Regions from separate parts of the Mus musculus genome. Here region 1 is linked to region 2. The links are chromatin contacts, called in public Hi-C maps. All regions are on one chromosome and are shown on one strand. Each heading gives the region's core, a stretch centred on a gene start, on an enhancer-like site or on the middle of the called end of the contact. The rest is flanking DNA. Distances are from core to core; before and after follow the strand shown.

Region 1 (4,534 bases), core at 1,733-4,232, 71 kb before region 2:
GAAGACCTCTGATGTCAAGGAGGGCTGCCACATGCTTCCGCCTGTTGGGAGAGGACGGGAAGACAAAGGTCCATGAGGATCCTGGGACCCAGACAGGTACCCAGCCCATCAGTGTACCCTGCGTGAACTCTGGAACTCTTTGTCTCATTTCCTGGTGTCATCTTGTCCCAATCTCTTGCAGACATTTCCAAATTTTCCATGTAGAATCGTCCAGAACTCTTACCTCCAAGCTCAGTAATAAAAACTTTTTGTTCAGTGTCTCTAATCCTCATTAACTTAACTTTCAATCTTCATTCTAACTTACCTCAGCAGTCTCCTTTAATAGGACATTTACAGTAAAGGAGACTGAAGCAAGGATCTCACATGTAAGAGGTTCTAGGCAGGGGCTCTACCACTGAGCCACGCCCCCAGGCACTCACTGGGGGATTCTAGGCAGGGGCTCTACCACTGAGCCACGCCCCCAGCCCCTCACTGGGGGATTCTAGGCAAGGGTCTACCACTGAGCCATGCCCCCAGCCCCTCACTGGGGGATTCTAGGCAGGGGTCTACCACTGAGCCACGCCCCCAGCCCCTCACTGGGGGATTCTAGGCAGGGGCTCTACCACGGAGCCACACCCCAGCCCCTCACTGGGGGATTCTAAGCAGGGTTCCACCTCTGAATCTTATCTCTAATCCCCCCCACCTTTGTTTTTGTTTTTTTGAGACAGGGTTTCTCTGTGTACTCCTGGCTGTCCTGGAACTCACTCTGTAGACCAGGCTGGCCACAAACTCAGAAATCCATCTGCCTCTGCCTCCCGAGTGCTGGGATTAAAGGCGTGTGCCACCACGCCCGGCCTCTAGCCCCCTTTTTTAAGTTTTATTTTCAGATAGTGTCTCACTAAATTATCCAGGCTTTCCTTGAGCTTCTGATTCTCTCAGTCTCCTGAGTAGGTAGATTTACACACTCGAGTTGCCACTTCTAAATCCGGAAGGTATGCTAACACTTGGCAGATGCCACAGCTAACCCTTAGTTCCCTCATCCCTTTCCTCCCGATGGCCTCACTCAGCCTAAGAGTGTCGCCCCACTAAATCCTAACCCCCTCTTTCTGCAGGTCTGGTTTGGAAGCTTCTCCACCACTGACATCCAAACCTCACTGTCTCTTCATTTAGATCATTCTAGATCATTCTTGAGCTTTCAGCCCCTAGGATACTCATGCCACTCCTAACCCAGTCTGCAAACGGGGGCACCTCTGAAGAGTCCACGCTACAATTCACCGTCTAATCATCTTTGTGCTCGAAAGCACCTCTGCTCCACAAACCCTTATCCTAAGCCCCAGCTACTAGAAGTTTCCCCTGCCCTTCCATCTCAACTCCACATCCCTGATGCATAACAAAGCTCCACAGCTGGTGTGATAGATCACACCTGGGATCCCAGCCCTGAGGTAGGAGGATGGCCCCTGCCTCACCAGGTACTCGCTGCCAAGCCTGAAGGCCCAAGTTCAATCCTCAAAACCTACACGGTTGGAGGAGAGAACTGACCTCTTGCAAAGTGTCCTCTGCCCCCCCCCCATGTGTGCACTGTGTCGTGCATGCTCCTCCCTCCCCAAATAAGAAGAATAAAGATGTCAGGCTTGGTGGCACACGCCTTTAATCCCAGCACTCAGGAAGCAGAGGCAAGTGAATCTCTGCAAGTTCAAGACCAGCCTGGTCAGTCGGGCAGTGGTGGCGCACACCTTTAACCCCAGCACTTGGGAGGCAGAGGCAAGAAGATTTCTAAGTTTGAGGCCAGCCTGGTCTACAGAGTGAGTTATTGGACAGCCAGGGCTACACAGAGAAACCCTGTCTTGGAAAACAAAAAAGGGGGCTGGAGAGATGGCTCAGTGGTTAAGAACACTGACTGCTCTTCCAAAGGTCCTGAGTTCAATTCCCAGCAACCACATGGTGGCTCACACCATTTGTAATGAGATCTGATGCACTCTTCTGGTGTGTCTGAAGACAACTACAGTGTACTTATATAAATAATAATAAATCTTTAAAAACAAACAAACAACAAAAGAAGAAGAAGAAGAAAAAACCCCAGCCTTGTCTACAGAGAAACCTTTTCTTGGAAAAATAAAATAAAATAAAATAAAATAAACACAGCTAATTCTAAGAGTTTAGCAAGGTCCCATTCACTGGACCATTTCGCTGTGCCTGAACTCTGACTCAACTTCAGAAATCCCCTGAGGATGCTGGGAATCCTTGAGATCGCTTATACCTCCAGAACAGAATCCTCTCCCTTGACTCCAAGCCTTCAAATCTCAAACTCAGCCCTCCTCCCACCATGCTCCTGTGGAGACTAGCTGCCCCTGCCCACCACAGTGCCAGGAAGCCACTCCTCCCATTGCTACTTCATTAGACCACTGTCTGTCACTCACAGGTGACAATGTCCTGTCCTGGATTTGAAATCAGATCTGCTGGTCTGCATTCAAATCCCAGACTCTTGTCACTTGACAACTGTGAGACCATGCATTATACAGGTAAGTTATTTTGCATTTCTAAAAACAAAAACAACCAAAACAAAAACAAAACAACCAAAACAAAAACAACAAAAAAACCATCAAAAAACATACTTTTGCCCTCTCTCTCTCTCTCTCTCTCTCTCTCTCTCTCTCTCTCTCTCTCTCTCTCTGCTCTCTATGTAGCCCTGGCTGTCCTGGAACTCAGAAATCCACCTCACCCCTACCTCCAGAGTGCTGGGATTAAAGGCATGTGCCACCACACCCTGGCTGGACTGCAGCTTTTACTGTTAAACTGTCCTAGATAAGAATGAAGGTGTAATTCCCACAGCCAGCTCACAATTAGGGTATTACCATCCGTAGGCAGCAGACAAGGAAGGTCTGGTCAAAAGGAAGTGGCCCACCTAGATTTGGACGTGCCTGCTACTGTCCCTTGAGTGTGCGCCCACATGCCCGTGTGTGTCCCCCGTGTCCCCGGCGGTTCCCTGCAGGGCCAGCCCTTCCTGCCGCCGGGCGGCCTGCGCCCCCCTTGCCCCGGGCTTCCTGTGACCGCTTGTTTGTTTGCGAGCCCTGGTGGCGGTGGCGGCGGCAGCAGAAGGAGGGAAATCGTATTAAGAATGCCCTGGTCCCAGCAGGAAACAGCCGTCAGACACGCTCTGCTCTCTGCCGCCACCCTGCTTTGGCGCAGGCCAGGAAACGCTGGGACGGATGCCAAAGAGACCCGGGGGCTTGCTGCACCTCACCTGATGTCTGGGTAGTCCCGCACCAGCACCCCGACCTCCACCTGGATGCTCGGAGTGTCCTCCAACTGTAGGATCTCTGCCAAGTGTGGCACCACTTGGTCAAGCCAATAAGCCTGGGACTCCTGTGGGAACAAGGGTTTCAGGGTCACCCAATGCAAGCCCCTTCTCCCCAATACCCTTTCCATGCTGAGCCTTGCTCCTCCCTAGCTCTTTAGTCTTCCCCATGGGTAAGAGGGCTCAGAAGGCAGCCTGGCAAGGCATTAGCTACAAGCTTTGCTTATATGATGGAGAACCCCTTATATAATCTGCCCCCGAGTTTTTACAGATAACCCTAGATTGGGTAACAGGAACTAAAATCTGCTAGTTGTCTGGGCAGTGGTGGCGCACGCCTTTAATCCCAGCACTGGGGAGGCAGAGGCAGGCAGATCTCTGTGAGTTCGAGGCCAACTTGGTCTACAGAGCCACAGGTCTTCCAAAACAAACAACAACAACAACAAAAATCTAACCAATTCCATCCAGGTTTGGTAGCAAATACCCATAATCCCAGCATGGGTGAGGTGGAGGCAGGAGGATCTGGAGTTCAGCCATCTTCAACCATAAGGAATTTAAGGCCAGTCTCAGGTGTGTGAGACATAACTTCAAAACCCAAAACCAAACAAACTTTAAAAACACCCACACTAGGGAGGCAGAGGCAGGGGCATTTGAAGCTGGCTACATAGTCAAGAAACAAGAGCTAGAGCACAGACACTTGATGGGGAAGGGGAGTGTAAGATAGAGTTATTCCAGGTGGGACTGAGGGCCAGCGTGTGCGAGGCTCTCCGTTCTGTCTTCTGCTCTGCCACCAAAAAGGGGTGGAATGTCATCATTCAGAAAGCATGGCTAAAACGTCCAGAGGGCCACCGTGTGCTCTTTCAGAGGGCTGCCTGTAAGTCCACAAAAATTATCTTGAAAATGTTTCAGTAAGTGAAACTATAAATTCCCAAGGACACACAGGCTATGAATCCCTAGAGCACCTCGTGAGTTCATGGGCCACCCTGCCTGCCCATGACAACTGGACCAACAGATTTGGGACTGCAAATTCTTGCATTTAGTGATATTTGGATTCAGAAAATTGTTTGTTTGTTTGTTTGTTTTTGAGACAAGGTCTCACTGCATAGCTCTGATGGCCTGGACCTCAATATGTGTAGACCAGGTTGGCCTCTAAATCATGACCCTCCTGCCTCATCCCTCCCAGTGCTGTGATTACAGGATTACCATAGCTGGAATATTTTTTTTTCCTTTAAAAATACTTTAGGGCTGGAGAGATGGCTCAGA
Region 2 (4,381 bases), core at 1,536-4,035:
AGGGTTGCCCAGGATCTGGCAAGCTATCTTTGTCACTTAACCTCTATCTTAGTCATCCTGTGAGCTCGTGGGGACAGCCCTGGACCTCAGTTAAACTGAAGGCTGGACATGAATTTCTTGACCTCTAATGACTTTTTTTTTAATCTTTTTTTTGACCTTTTGATTTTTAAAATAGATTTATTTTATGTGAGTACACTGTAGCCGGCATCAGATCCTATTAGAGATGGTTATGAGCCACCATGTGGTTGCTGGGAATTGAACTCAGGACCTCTGGAAGAGCAGCTGGTGCTCTTAATCACTGAGCCATTTCTCCAGCCCAACCTTTTGATTTTTTTTAAAGATCTCTATTATTTTATGTGTCTCTGTGAATGGTTTTCTGGTTTGCTCCGTTGGTTGGTTTTTTTTTTTTGTTGTTGTTGTTGTTGTTTGTTTTTTTTTTTTTTTTCCTGCTCTGTCCATGCAGGTGCCCCTGGAGGCCAGATGAGAGTGTTGAGTCCTCGGGCTGGAGTACCAGACAGCTTTGAGCTGTGGATTGAGTGCTGGACTGAACCCATGTCTACTGGGTCAGCAAGTGAGCCTAACTACTGAGCCAGCTTTCATTAAGACCTGGTCTTGCTACTTGTCTCCGACTAGGCTTGGACTTTTGGCAATCCTTCTGCCTCAGCCTTCTGAGAGCTGGGGTACAAGGTTGCTGCTGGCACACCTCTAAGGACTCACAACCTGTTTTGTTTTGAGCTGATCTCTTGTGTACCCATGCTCTCTCTGTGGGCCTTTGACTCAGCCTGTTGACAATAACTCCTCACTCTGCAGCTACAGAAACTTGTCACGGTACCTGGGTTTGTTTCCATAAAGCCTAGACTGGTCTCTGTATAGCCAAGACTGGCTTTGACCTGCCAATCCTGCCTCCACCTCCCATGTTCTGGGATTATAGGTATAGGACACTGACTATGTAGAGCAGGCTAGCCTCAGGCTCACAGAGATCCAGCTGCACCTGCCTCCTGAGTGCTGAGGCTAAGTGGGGAGGGTGAACCGCCATGCCTCGGCTTGGTATGTATTCCTCTCTCAAAAACTGTCCCCACACCCCTTCTGGCTCTTTCTTGGGACTGAAGACCCTAATCACTTCCTAGTGATGGCCCAACCCATGTGCTCCATCTGGAAGCAGAAACTCCTGCAAAGACACATAGTGGGAGTGGCTGGGCAGGAGAGCAAGAGATTCGAAGCTCATTCAGCAGAGGGCTTTGCCTGGCATGCAGGAGGCCCTGGTTCAGGTCCCCAGGACAGGCACGGTGGCACAAATCTGTAATCCCAGCAATAAATGGGTAAAAGCCAAATGATTAGATGTTCAAGATCAACCAGGTGTGGTGGTACATGCATTTAATCCCGATATTTAGGAGGCAAAAACTGGCAGATCTCTGAGTTCAAGGCTAGCCTAGTCTACGTAGTGAGTTCCAGGACAACAATGACATGTAGAGAGACCCTGTCTCAAAAACAAAACAACAAAAACCAAAAAACACTCAAGGTTTTTCTTGGCTACATAGTGTTTGAGGGCTAACCTGGTCTACGTGAGATCCTGACCTGGAAGGATCACCAACTGCAGATGGGAACTGTGGCCTATTTTTAAAACATTATTTCACTTGATGTAGTATCTGTGAAAGGGAACACTTTTGTCAAGAGAACTCAGTTTTGAGAGTTGGTTCTACTGCCTTGTCACAAGTTCTGGGACCAAACACGTCAGGTTAGTGCAGGATCCGTTTTTCGCCTGGTGAGCCGCCTCTACCGACTGCCGGCTAAGCTGGGCATGGTGGATCTGCCTGCCATTCCAGAATTCAGGAGGCAGATTCAGGAGGTTAATGTAAGTTTGAGGCCAGCCTGGGCTACATAGTAAGTTTGAGGCCAACCTAAAGTATATAGGGATAGCCCGTGTTTAACAAGGGTAAAGGAGATGACTGAGTGGATGACAGCCCTGTTTTACGCTATCAAGAGAACTTAAGTTTGGGTCATCATTATCCAAGTAAATGACAGGCATGGGTATGCGCCTGTGACCCCAGCATGTGGACAGAAACAGGCTGACCCTGGGTCCTGGGTGACCCTTCACTTAGCTGAGACAGTGAGTGTCAGGTTCAGCGAAGAGACTGTCAAAACAGGTGGATGCCAGGTGTGGTAGCACATGCCCTTAGACCCAGCATTCAATAGGCAGAGATAGATGGATCTCTATGAGTTCGAGACCAGCTTGGTCTACATAGTGAGTTCCAGGACAGCCAGGGCTGCATAAAAATAATAATAATAATAATAATAATAATAATAATTTGAGAATAACAGAGGAAGACACCCACAGCCCTCGTCTAGCCTGTCACAAGTGTGTGTACCTGTGCATACCTGTGCCAAGCATGGTGGCGCACACCTCTAATCCCAGAAGTTGAAAAGCAGAGGATTAGAAATTCAAGACTATCCTCAGCTACATAGGGAATTCAGGGCCAGCCTTAGCTACAAGAGCAGCTGTCTCAAAACAGCAATAACTTAGCAGTTAGAAAGGACGGAAGACAGACAGGACGCCAAGTGAGACGCATAAGAGGTAAGTCCCCGCTCCTCCTCCCTCAGTAGCTGGCACACTCACAGCTAAGGCCATCACGGACTTTTATTTAAGGCAGGGCATGGAGAAGCAGCCGGCGCTCCGGAGCGCCTGAGAAGCAGGTGGGCGGGGCTCCGGAGAGGCAGGTTCTCATTGGCCAGAACCCAGAGGACAGAGCCCAATGATTGGACTTCCAGGAGGCGGGGCACCAGCGCACACTGCAGGCTGGTGCGCCACGCCCTGCGCCTACTTCTGCGCGGGGATCATGTCGTCGATGGACTGGCCCTTTTCCAGCTTCTTCTCCATCTCCACCATAAGCTTCACGCCATCCACCACCAGCTGCACCTGTTCGACTTCGGATGAGCCCAGCCGATCGGCGTTGGAGATGTCGAACACGGCGCCCACCGCAGCCGTGTCCACGCCACCTGCGCGGGAGCAAACGCCACAGAGGCATTGGACAGGGAGCAGAGGTGCAGGTACGACCCTGTGCCCAAGTGCAAACGTCTCGGAAAGTTGCTGTTCACAAGTCACCAGTTATTGATATTAGGCCCTGTATGCCTGGATGTTAGGGTGAGGTCTCAGCTCAACAAGAAATTATAGCACAGGCCAGCGAAATAGCTGAGTGAGTAAAGATGCTTTTTGCTAAACCTGACATCCGGGTTCAATTTTCAGGGCTCACGTGGTGGAAGGCAGGAACTGACTTTAGAAAGTTGTCCTCTGACATCCATGCAAGTGTCGTGAAGTGGGAGTGCTCTCTCTCACACAGACAAATTTAATTTTAAAAATATACCGGAGCCGGGCGTGGTGGCGCACGCCTTTAATCCCAGCACTTGGGAGGCAGAGGCAGGTGGATCTCTGAGTTTGAGGCCAGCCTGGTCTACAGAGTGAGTTCCAGGACAGCCAGGGCTATACAGAGAAACCCTGTCTCAAAAACCCAAAAAAAAAAAAAAAAAAAAAAAAAAAAAAATACCGGGCAATGGTGATGCACATTTTAAATCCCAGCACTCGGGAGACAGAGGCAGGAGGATTTCTGTGAGTTCGAGGGCATCCTGGTCTACAGAGTGAATTCCAGGAAAGCCAGGGCTACTCAGAGAAACTCTGTCTCGAAAAACAAAACAAACAAACAAAAAAACCAAGATTGTCAGCCTGCGGTCAAACTGACCCCATTCCATTTACAGGTAGAGAATCTGAGCCGCCAATAGAGGATCGGGGATGTACGTAAAATACACATCAAATACTCTTAATCCCGGAACTTGCAGGGACACCCCTCCTCGGTAGATCCCTCCCCAGACGCCGCGGGGCGGGGCGGGGCGGGGCGGGGCGGGGCGGGCCGCACCTGTGCCGCGCTTCTGCAGACGAAGGCGAGTGAGAATCTCCTCAAACTTGGGGTGCTTGCTCAGGTTCGCCAGCTTCACGTGCACGCCTCCGCGCAGCCCGGTGCCCAGGTTGGAGGGGCAGGTGAGCACGTAGCCCAGGTGCTCGTTCCACATGAAGGGGTGACCAGCCTTCTTGAAGATCTCCTCAATCTGAGAAAGGGAGAGGACACCAGGAATTGGACTCCAAAGGCAGTCTGGGGTGTGTGTGTGTGTGTGTGTGTGTGTGTGTGTGTGTGTGTGTGAGGGACCAGGTGTTAGGACATAGGTGGGGGTAGGCGCGTGAGAGTGGAGAAACAACCAGGAGGAATTCTGCCCAGAAAGGCCTTGGGCAAAGATGGGGGCTGGTTTCAGACCCTGGGGATGGGAACAGGGCTTGGTAAATGGGGGAGGTGAGTTCTGAATGGTAGGGCTGGGTCTGGGGCTGGAAAGTGAGGAT

The links. Hi-C and Micro-C count contacts between places; a contact is called where the count stands out from the background.
Region 1: a contact with region 2 is called in a Hi-C map of the AML12 cell line, with 1.4 times the contacts expected there. The contact joins the enhancer-like site here to the promoter of A930016O22Rik in region 2. A contact is called at or near these places in 11 of 39 promoter capture datasets (the C10 cell line, the HPC-7 cell line, cranial neural crest and 7 more), 19 of 484 Hi-C or Micro-C datasets (the AML12 cell line, the CH12 cell line, the G1E-ER4 cell line and 10 more), 6 of 115 datasets of contacts at active chromatin or transcription factors (bone marrow-derived macrophages, embryonic stem cells, intestinal crypt epithelium and 1 more) and 5 of 9 other capture datasets (adipose tissue, embryonic stem cells, liver and 2 more).

What each region holds. Positions count from the first base shown.
Region 1 is chr7:19,490,464-19,494,997 of GRCm38.p6, reverse strand. It overlaps Exoc3l2 (exocyst complex component 3-like 2), which reads right to left. Exons shown (of 12, transcript NM_001370800.1): 11 at 3,221-3,342; 12 at 1-41. Among named protein-coding and RNA genes, the nearest start is that of Bloc1s3, 16 kb to the left of the region's middle. Within about 2 kb of position 2,982, at least 36 of the 459 cell types and tissues checked have an H3K27ac peak or open chromatin away from gene starts, as enhancers often do. A contact at or near this core is called in the AML12 cell line, the HPC-7 cell line, adipose tissue and 1 more, where this site is marked.
Region 2 is chr7:19,419,821-19,424,201 of GRCm38.p6, reverse strand. It overlaps A930016O22Rik (RIKEN cDNA A930016O22 gene), which reads left to right and starts at 2,785. Exons shown (of 2, transcript NR_073015.1): 1 at 2,785-3,045. It overlaps Ckm (creatine kinase, muscle), which reads right to left. Exons shown (of 8, transcript NM_007710.2): 7 at 3,906-4,095; 8 at 2,619-2,994. The coding sequence ends at 2,816.